Linked DNA regions of Zea mays: region 1 is linked to region 2. A link is a contact called in public Hi-C data. All regions are on one chromosome and are shown on one strand. Each heading gives the region's core, a stretch centred on a gene start, on an enhancer-like site or on the middle of the called end of the contact. The rest is flanking DNA. Distances are from core to core; before and after follow the strand shown.

Evidence for each region. Hi-C and Micro-C count contacts between places; a contact is called where the count stands out from the background.
Region 1: a Hi-C map of leaf shows a contact between it and region 2, with 3 times the contacts expected there. The contact joins the promoter of LOC100275876 here to the promoter of LOC103646361 in region 2. A contact is called at or near these places in 2 of 25 Hi-C or Micro-C datasets (endosperm and leaf).

The regions. Positions count from the first base shown.
Region 1 is chr2:43,938,061-43,943,286 of Zm-B73-REFERENCE-NAM-5.0, reverse strand. LOC100275876 reads left to right here and starts at 1,883. Exons shown (of 1, transcript NM_001149841.2): 1 at 1,883-2,769. The coding sequence starts at 2,088. The coding sequence ends at 2,465.
Region 2 is chr2:43,569,628-43,574,412 of Zm-B73-REFERENCE-NAM-5.0, reverse strand. It overlaps LOC103646361 (P-type R2R3 Myb protein), which reads left to right and starts at 3,325. Exons shown (of 3, transcript XM_023301609.1): 1 at 3,325-3,759; 2 at 3,893-4,022. The coding sequence starts at 3,627.

The sequences.
Region 1 (5,226 bases), core at 634-3,133, 370 kb before region 2:
CTGCATTCCTCGTCTCCTACAAAAAAATAGTAAGTACCGCTATAACATTACATCTGGTGCAAAAAAAAAATACCAACCTCATCGTAATCGACCATATGTCCACAAAAATATCCAACACCAAGCTCCGAAGGAACTAATCCATACTTAGCTTCAATACCGCATTTGCAGAGTACTGGATCAAATTTGACCTCTTCTGCCGCCCACCCCATGTATCTCTTTTCCTTTACCTCTGGCTCTGGCCAATGGGACAAAGGACCATACAACCACTCTCTGAAACGACACTTACGCCACCCGTATGGCTGCAGGAGAAAAAATTAGTAATTTATTGTAAATAAAAACTAGTTCATACATTTAGCGTATCAATGGGCTCACATAATCAATGTTCGGACAACAGAACTGCTTGTCATAGTCTTCGTCGATGACAGCACGGTCTCCACAATTGCATCGAGGCGGTGAGTCCATCCGTCTTTCTGTTGCTACCTCCTTCTCCGCATCCGTCATTGGTGGAGGATTCGGGGGAGGAGGTACCCAACGCTTAAAACGCTCATGACTGGTCTTTCCACTCAACCAATTAACGAAAAGAAGATATCGAGGGTCAAATTTATCAGGACCATCGATCCACTGGAAAAAGAAACACTTCTGATGTCCCTAAAATAATGGAAAGATGCACTATTACATATCTACAAAAAAATGAATGCGAACAAAGTTAAGTGACAAGTCATAAGCTACGTACGTCCAAAGTGCCACAAAGGTAGTAGCAGCGAGCAGCCGTGTCTGGATGTTGTGATTGATGTACCCAAGCTAGTCTGCCACAGTCACAGTTAGGCACGGGGAGTTCAGGAGGAACAGGAGCATCCTTACTAGATACGTCCGGATATAACTCCCGAGGACGACCTCTCTTCTGCCACAACGCCTCTCGGTACATGTCTTTCATCTAATAAACGATTATAATTATCACTTGTACCTATTATGCTTTATAATAAGTCTACACAAACTAATATTCGAAATGATAATATAATAGGTGTATACAAATTATTTAACTAACAACCCAATATACAAAACGAATCAGTTGGAAATCATACCTTGGCCTACGAAGTGAACCAACTCAAATCTTTGAATCCAGGAAATTTTGACGAAGTTTGGAAATGGGACGAAATGAGCTGCTCTCGGCCAGCCGCGCGGGCGTTTTTATAGGAATTCGTAGCTCGGCGCCAAGATCTGTGGCGCCGAGCTACGAGGCCGCGCCGCCGCCACGTCAGAGCCAGGTAAGCCCTAGACGCAACTAGCCGTTGCGGCCACGTCACAGCTCGGCGCAGCTCGGCGCCACGGCCTATGGCGCCGAGCTAAGGGTCCAAAACTGTATTTAAAATTTTTTTAGGTTTAAACGTGATTTTACTTCAGTTTAGAGGCTAAAATACAAAAAATTCGGCAGTGGACAAGGCCACTGTAATACGAGCACACAAAACTACAACTGCACGCACTCTACCCTAGTACTCTCTTGTCTCTTCTTTTCTTCGCGTACACGTTCTTCGTCACCCAGTGAGTGAGTGATGTGTGTGTGCGCGCGCGCGCGCCTACTACCACTACGTCGCAAGCTAGCCCGCCCGGCCACCCCATGGATTTATCTACATACATTGATACATAGTAACATAGGCATAGCAAGCTCACCACCTCAGGTATGCAAAAAGTGACGTATTGCCTTGTTGGGTGTTGCCCCCTCCGGCCCTCCCCTCTCTTTGTCTCCTTTTGCTTTTGGACCACCGCGAGATCTCACTCACAGCCTCACCCGTCTGTCTCTCTGATACAGATGCGTGCTAGACGAGAGAGAGGGACAGAGGGGGTGGCCCCCCCTATATCTACCGCCGGAACAAAGGCGCACAATGCAAGCCGGCCGGCATTGCAAACCAACAGGCAACAGACATGGCCGTCGAAGCTTCGGCTGCCCGCACGCTACCCCTGCCGCAAAGCTAATCATAATAAGCTTCGTGGTGCGATAGGCACGTCACGTCACGTCGGCAGCGCGCGGCGGCATCCACCTCCATCCGTCCATCGTTGGTCGCAAGGGAGCGCGAGAGAGGGAGGAGAGAATGAGAGCCCTCGCCCTCACGCTGCCAGCTCTTGTCCTTGCTGCTCTCCTAAGCTGCACCCCCGAGATCTCTGCCGTCAGAGTCCCGGCGGCCACTCTCGCCGACCAGACGAGCAACCGGCGGGGCGCCTCGTCGCCACCGGCGGCAGCCGAGCAGCCAACAAGGAAGGCGGCGAGCGACGATGACGCTGCCGCCGCCGCCGCCGCCGCAAGCAGCGCCAGGGCCAGCAGGCTCGACGACGCGTCCGCCAGCTGGAAGGCGCCCGCGGTTGCCGGCGGCGCCTCGTATTCCCCTCCTCCGTCGGCCGTGTTCGACCCCGATAGGATGAGCAAGCGCCGCGTCCGCAGAGGCTCCGACCCCATCCACAACAAGTGCTAGCTGATCCCGAGTGTGCGTCCGTGGCGAGTTCTCGTCAAGTGTCGATTCTCTCGCTTTGTTTCCTCCGCCTCTCCATTTCTCTAATCTGCTCCTTCGCTTTATTTTTTTTTTCTTCTTCTTCTTTCGTTACCACTTTTTTTTTCTCTTCTCTTTGAGGTTTGACCGTTTGAGCGCGCAGTTCTGCTGCCTACCGTGTTGTAGGGCGCAGTCGGTTTTGTGCTACAGAAATACTTGTACAGAGATGCATGCATGCCAATGAAAGGCGAATGCCGGTCGAATGGACACGCTGCCGCACCTTGCAAGCCGACATCCACGCACTTCTGTTTATAGATGTACATTCGGGCTGCTCGGCCCGGTCCAAGCCCAAAAGGCCCGCATTCTTTGAAATTTCGTGTCGGCTCGGCACGTTTGAATTTTGGGCCGTGTCGGGCCGGTCCACGGCTCGACCCGTAATTGCTTAAACGTGTAGGGCTTATTTTAGGCGGCCCGAAATTATAAAAGACCGAAATTAATATTAGGGCCCGAAATTCAATTTTTGGCCCGAAAGCCCAAAATTCACGTCAGAGCCCGAAATTCAAAACAAATTTAATAAAACAAATAAAAGATAAGACAAATAAATTTGATCAAAAACAAACTTAATATTTGTATTAAGTTACTAGGGCTATGCAATGACTACCTCGTTTATAAATCATTTTTGTTAGAAAGAAAAAGAGTATAATCAGCTCTATATAAAGTTCGTAAGTTCAGTTTATTATCTAATGTTCATAACAAAAATAAAATTACATCACATACTCTATTTCAAAGCTACAAAAAACATGTAACTAATATTATCTATAGCTTTGTGTTCTTTATCAAGTACATGAAATTATGGAATGAAGTGTGATTTTAATAAATATATGGGCCTTTTCGTGCCTCTATATGGGTCATTTCGTGCCTGCCTTAAACGGGTTGTGCTCGTGTCCGCCCATGGGCCGCGACCTCGGCTCAAACCCGGTCCGATATATCGGACCGTGCCGGCCCGGCACTAAAATATTTCGTGTTGTGTCGTGCCGTGCTTTTTTCCGTGCTTCGGGCCGGCCCATCAGACCCGGCCCAAATATACACATATACTTCTGTTCTGTATGTACACTTAGGGCTGGAAACGCTCGGCTCAGTGCCTGAACGAGTGCGGCGGGTCGCAAAGCAATGCTACCGCGCGCGTCGTCGCGAGTTCTCGTGTGTTTTCTCCACCGGGAGCAGGGGCAGCACAGCATGCTCGTTTCCGTTTGTTGAGCACCACATCTAGGAAGATCAGACGACCCAACCATGTGATACGGATGGTTCTAGGATTAATTCAAGTGAGATTATATATTTCCTTATAGCAACAGAGGGATTGTGATGTGGTGTTTATGATTAATTCAAGCGAGATAACTATGTTTCCATACTTATCAAACTAATCACATAGATTCTGTTGAGGAACATATATCACACCCGAATTTAAGGGATAAAGCTGGGTACGTCTCATATGTGCGCCGAAGAAAAACAACACATATAATGACCAAGTGCATAGAGATAAATGTCACAAATATTACTCCCTCCGTTTCTTTTTATTTGTCGCTGGATATTGTAAAATTGCACTATCCAGCGACAAATAAAAAGAAACGGAGGGAGTATTACATAGCGTAAGTGTCTTACAAAAATAAATGATAACAATAAAGCGAACTAATAATTATTCTTTGGCGCTACAAAGCTGACTAGGAGACGCCACCTAGATAAGCTCGTACTCCTCGTTGTAGACCTCCTCCCGAACTACCTGCTCTTCACCTGTGGGAGGTTTATATATCGCAAGGGTGAGCTCACAAAAGATTATAGCTCAACAAGTTGTGGGGAATAATGTGCATAAACTCACCAAAGATGGGAGCTCATGTGAAGTGTAAGACTGATCAATAAATAATGGTTAAAGGCGCTGAGCATTGCTTTTAATAAGTGGGTCAAATTTTATTAGCAGTTACTAAATGTAAGTATATACCAACCCAAAGTAATAGTAGATCAAAATTAATAATAAACCACAATGCGATGTAAATGACAAATTAAATTTACTTTCATAAATTAATCATATGAGTGTCTGAGCCGCTCATGGCCGTGAGCACGGCTGATATACCAGTTTTACACTCTGCAGAGGTTGCACATCTTTACCCACAAGCCATGCTACCCATTTGCCAAGGGGTCTTGAAGTCCCATTCATCTCTACTGAGGGGATGAGGCAGGGTAGCACTATGAAGCCTTTCCAAAGTTCCACTAGTTCGAAAAAAACCCCGCTACGGATTTAGGAAGAAGGAAGCATAGGAATCCCCCGTCCGGAAAGCTAAACAGACAGTCCGACCCGAGAACCTCCCTATACTCTCACTACAGGAATCTAGTTAATTCCTGTCGGCTAAAAACCGACAGGAATAACCTATAAACCGACGGGAATAACTAATTCCCGTCGGTAACTCGCTAACTCCCGTTGGTCCAAAGCTGATGGCCATCAGGTGTCGGAGATAACCTTATTCCAGACGGCGGTTGACAGAAATAAGTAATCCCCGTCGGCCAAGTACAAGCCGACGGGGATAAGCTTCAACTCCCGTCGGTCTGGTGAACCGATGGGGATTAGCTCACCCCTGCTCATAAAACGCTAATCCCCGTCGGCCTACGCTCTGGCCGACGGGAGTTAAGGTAATCCACGTCGGCCTGAGCTCTGGCCGACGGGAGTTAAGGTAATCCCCGTCGGCCTACGCTCTGG
Region 2 (4,785 bases), core at 2,076-4,575:
GGCACCGATCTACTTCAGCAGGCGACGATTATATATATATCCTCGCGCACCGCATCTGCTGCACCCACGCCCTAATCAAGCGCCGGCCGGCGGCGCTACTCGCCAGCCAAATCGCCGCGCCGGTGGATGATCCGCTGCCGCGGCCGGATGCACGTCATACGTACACACGTCGGCCGTCAAAATAGGACATCTACGACGGCCGCCCAGGACGGCCGTCTAGCTCTATCTCTAGCAACATGCACATGTGTTGCCTTCTTGCGTGTCCGGAGTCCGGACTCCGGAGTGGCGCGGCGCGCGATCGCCAGGATGTTGACTCCTGAAGCGTCGCAACACGAGCCTACGCCGTGATGTGACTCCCCTGCCGTCTTGCGTGCAGGCCATCGAGGATAACGTACGTGGCTGGCGTGGGGGCGCTATGCCGGCAGGCAGAGAGGTGCCGAGCTGCTTGCTGGCTCCGATACGCCAGTTGCACTGGTCACGCGCAGAGAGCTGGCGGCTCCGTACGGAAATTACAGGTTTGCTTACAGAGGGTGAGAGTGAGATTGAGGCGAGGCGAGGCGGTCGTCGTAAATTCCTGGAGAAGGCGCACATGCCCCGGTGAATGATTCCGTCCCCCGCTGCAAGCGGTGGTCCTCGCCGTGGCCATGGGAAACAGCGGAGTAAATGGCAAAAGCCACCCGGCGTACCGCCACACCAGGGTCCAGGTCCAGTCCAGACCAGACCGGGCGCGCCCGGCCTCGCGATTGCAGGTTGGCGGAATTTTACAGGGTGTTCAGTTCAGTGCCGGTACAGACAGCATCAGTCGGCCCTCTCTCTCTCTCTCTCTCCCTTCGTCACAGCGTCCTAATTCGTCTCACCACCAGGCCTGTGGTGAATGAATCAGGCTTACGATAATTCGTCTCGCCAGCTTGATGGCGACGTACACCGTAGTAACCGCGTAATTAATCATGGATGGATGGATGGCAAAAAGGACAGGGGACGAGGTTAGCACCGACAAATTTCCTCGTGGACACAGTTTACTGGAAAGAGTAAACCTGCAAGCAGAGAGAGAGAGAGAGAGAGAGAGAGAGAGAGCAACAGACTGGCACAGAGCATTTACTCGGGACACGCCAGTACGTACTAGCATGGGCTCGACGGAGCAAATTCAATTTGAAGCAGTGTCGTTTTGACCAGGGCACGCAACGCAAGCGAATGCGATAAAATCCGCCACGCAGGCAGGACACAGCCAAGACGCTCGCTCGCTCTCTGGGAAACGGCAGGTGCTGCAGCACTGCACCGATCGGCATGCAATGCAAACCAGGAGCCGACACCGCGAGAAGATCATGGGAAGAGCTCGAAAACCGACGGCGGCACCTCGGAGCGTTCTCTCGGCACCGAAATCAATGAGTAAAACAAAAGGGTTTCCCTAAACACGCCGCGGCCGGGATCGCAATCAAGTCATTACCCCCGTCGTCCAATGGAAACGGACGGGGGGCCGCAACTGGCAAGGCTTTCCACGCCCGTCCAGTCCAGAGCCACGCCGGACCTTGCCCCCTTGCATGCATCTCGACGATGGAATGGATAGAAGCTGGCAGAGCAGGACCAGCGCCGGTCGGCCGAGCAATGCAGCGTCCCGCGGCACGCGACGCTGCCTTAATTCCTTGCAGGGTTGGTGCGACGGAGAAGAGGAACGCGTCGCGCGCGGGCGCAGCCCCAGTCCCTGTGGCTCCTACTACGGGGCGAAACGAAATCATTGCGAGCGAGCGAGCGAGAGATCGATCGCTGCGGGGGCAGCGGCGTGCCGTGCCGCCACCGGCGGTCTCGCACCCCGCCGTACCCAGGCCCAAGGCGTACGTACGAATCCCCGGACGTGGCGCGGTGGCGCCCCCGCGCCGGATGAACCGACGACGAGCGTCGTCGTCTCCGCAATAGAGATGTCAATGGGGACCCGATACCCGCCAAACCGTGGGGAATTCCCCTATTAGGGTACGGGTATGAGACGAAAATTGTACCCATGGGTATGGATATGGGACAAAATCTCCACCCATTGGGTAAACGGGTATGAGTTTGGTAAGCAATAATCCGAACCCGATTACCCATGGGTATTTCCTACGTGTACACCTGTCGTGTTTGTATGAATGAGTTGAGGCCGAGCTGGCCACCAAGCGCAACACGACAACGCATCAGGCCCCAGGTCCTGGCCCAACAAGGCAACTAGCAAACTAGTAAAAAACAAAACCCTAAAATAACCAGCCATATGCTATGCCCTGCCCAGACAACGGTGACGACCATGAATTCTCGGGCGCCAACGAACTCAGATGGTGACCAAGGAAGGTGAGAAAACTCTATTTCTTCTATCGGTCCCGAAGTACTTATGTCTTTTCTGATGGATGGATGAATGAATCATGGTTCATGGATGAGTGCTTGTCGATGTAGTGATGTCTAAACTCTAGATTGTTTGTGCTACATGTTAGTACCTAGTTATCCCTTAATTGGGGATGGGGACCCATTGGGGACCCGAAACCCGAATGAGGATGGGTATGGGATAAGTTTTGTACCCATGATGGGTATGGGGATGGGTATGAGGATGGATCAAACATGATGGGGATGGGTATGGGATGCTATAACCCGGTGGGGAATTCCCCATTGACATCTCTACTCCGCAACCAGAAGTCCAGAAGCCATGCACAGCAGAAGCAAAAAAGAATGGAACACCCCCGTACTACGTGGGCGCGCTTTGATGAGACGCACTGTGCGATGCGTGTGGCGATGGGTCATACAGTTTTGGCGTCCTGCTGCCATGCCATGCCATAGGCTGGAATCGAGTTTGTAGCATCGTCATCATCATCTGATACAGCGGAGCGAGCCGTGCGAGATTCCCACTGCCGAGGAGCGACGCGGCAGCGCTTGCTTGTGGCCGGGTAGGGCCGCGGCGTCGTGCCAGGTCGGCGGTGGGCGCGCGGGACCGGGGGCGGGGAACACGATACGCCACACCGCGGTGTGCAAGGCAAGGCAGAGAAGACAGCCCGGGAATCTGGACCATCAGAGGCCCCAGCCGAGTGTTAAATGCTCGCCCTCTGATCGGGTGGATCGCGATTGGCAGCGACGCTTCCGCACCGGGGGTGTGGCCGTGGCCCGTGTGAGACGTGAGAGTTTAGAGCGCGCGGTGCGAAATCCCCGCGCTGCCCTCGCGCGCCCCGCCCCGCCCCTCTGCCAGCCCGGGCCCCTGTCCGAGCCGGGATCGCGGCGCCCGAAGAAGATATCGTGGCCAATACAGGCAAACGCCATCGCCACGCCCCCCCGGCCGGCCCTTTCCTTCCTTTCCTCTACTCTATTTATTTATGCCTCACACCGACCTCGGCGCACCACAACGCACCAGTGATCAGTGCGTCGCTTTCGCTCGCTTTGGCAACTCCCCCCTGCTCAGTGCTGGCAATTGCTGCCTGCGCTCGTAGTCACTCTCACAGTGCCCCCCCGCCCTGCTGCCAGAGAACCAGAAGGAAAGGAGGATCCCGAGCAGTCAATTGCCCTGATCCTCCCCCCCACCCTGGGGTAGTAAGAGAAAGAGCGAGGCTGAATTGCTGTGAGGCAGGCGAGGGTGGTTGTGTGTGTGTGTGTTGCTGCGCTGCGCAGGCTCAGTGCGGGCGATGGGGCGATCGCCGTGCTGCGACAAGGAGGGGCTCAAGAAGGGCCCGTGGACGCCGGAGGAGGACCAGAAGCTGCTCGCCTACATTGAGCAGCACGGCCACGGCTGCTGGCGCTCGCTGCCCGCCAAAGCCGGTGAGCTTGCTATAGCGAGCTAGTGTAGTTACTAGTTAGTAACAATCAAAGTCCAGCAGCATTCGGCTACGCTGTTTGGTTTGCGCTGGCTCCTCCTTGACATGCATGCGGATATGGCCGTGTGGTGTGGCAGGGCTGCAGCGGTGCGGCAAGAGCTGCCGCCTCCGGTGGACGAACTACCTCCGGCCGGACATCAAGCGGGGCAAGTTCAGCCTGCAGGAGGAGCAGACCATCATCCAGCTCCACGCTCTGCTCGGCAACAGGTGAGCGCTCGAACCGATCATTCCTTGATGATGCCTTGATGGATGCATGGAGTACTGTCATAGCACCGCCCACTACGTACCCTGCACCCCGGAATTCAGTTGATCGTCGTCGCACGAATTTTGACTGGTAGTAGTAGCTCGAGCGGCGCTGCCCGGCCGGCAGGTCAAGAACTCACCTCACCTAGCATCCGTCCCGCACCCTTGTCTTGCACATTTATGATGGACGGGTACCTAGGCCAGGAACACCACGAGATGGGGAACATTTCCAAGCATTTTTCTCGGAGTGCGCTCTATTCACCGTGTAGTACGCATGTTTCTCGCAGCGGGTTTACATGAACCAAACCAACGATACATTTTGGCGACTAGCGTTTACTAGTAACTGGAAAATTTGAACCTTAGCAGAGTAGTGTGGAGTAGTATACTGCATTGCCTGCCCAACACCTACTACTGCTGAGCTGAGCTTGTGTGAATTGATCCCTCAATGCATAGTAGGCATCATCTCGGGAAAAAGCGTGAGAGAGCTGGGCCACGGGAGGCTCTTCCCCGAATTTCCCCTTCTTTTTTTCCCACGAATGATTCGGCATTCAAGCCTGCCATTCAATGAGGAGCCCGGCCCCCGTCGCTGTGGGCCTTTGGTCCACTGTAGCCACCTGCTCTCTTGCCGTTTTGACTCATATACTCGCTCTGTCACTTCTGCATCGTGTCTGCACCACTTGAGCACTCGTATACTAGCTCTCGCACGCCCACGCCCGCGCCCGCGCCC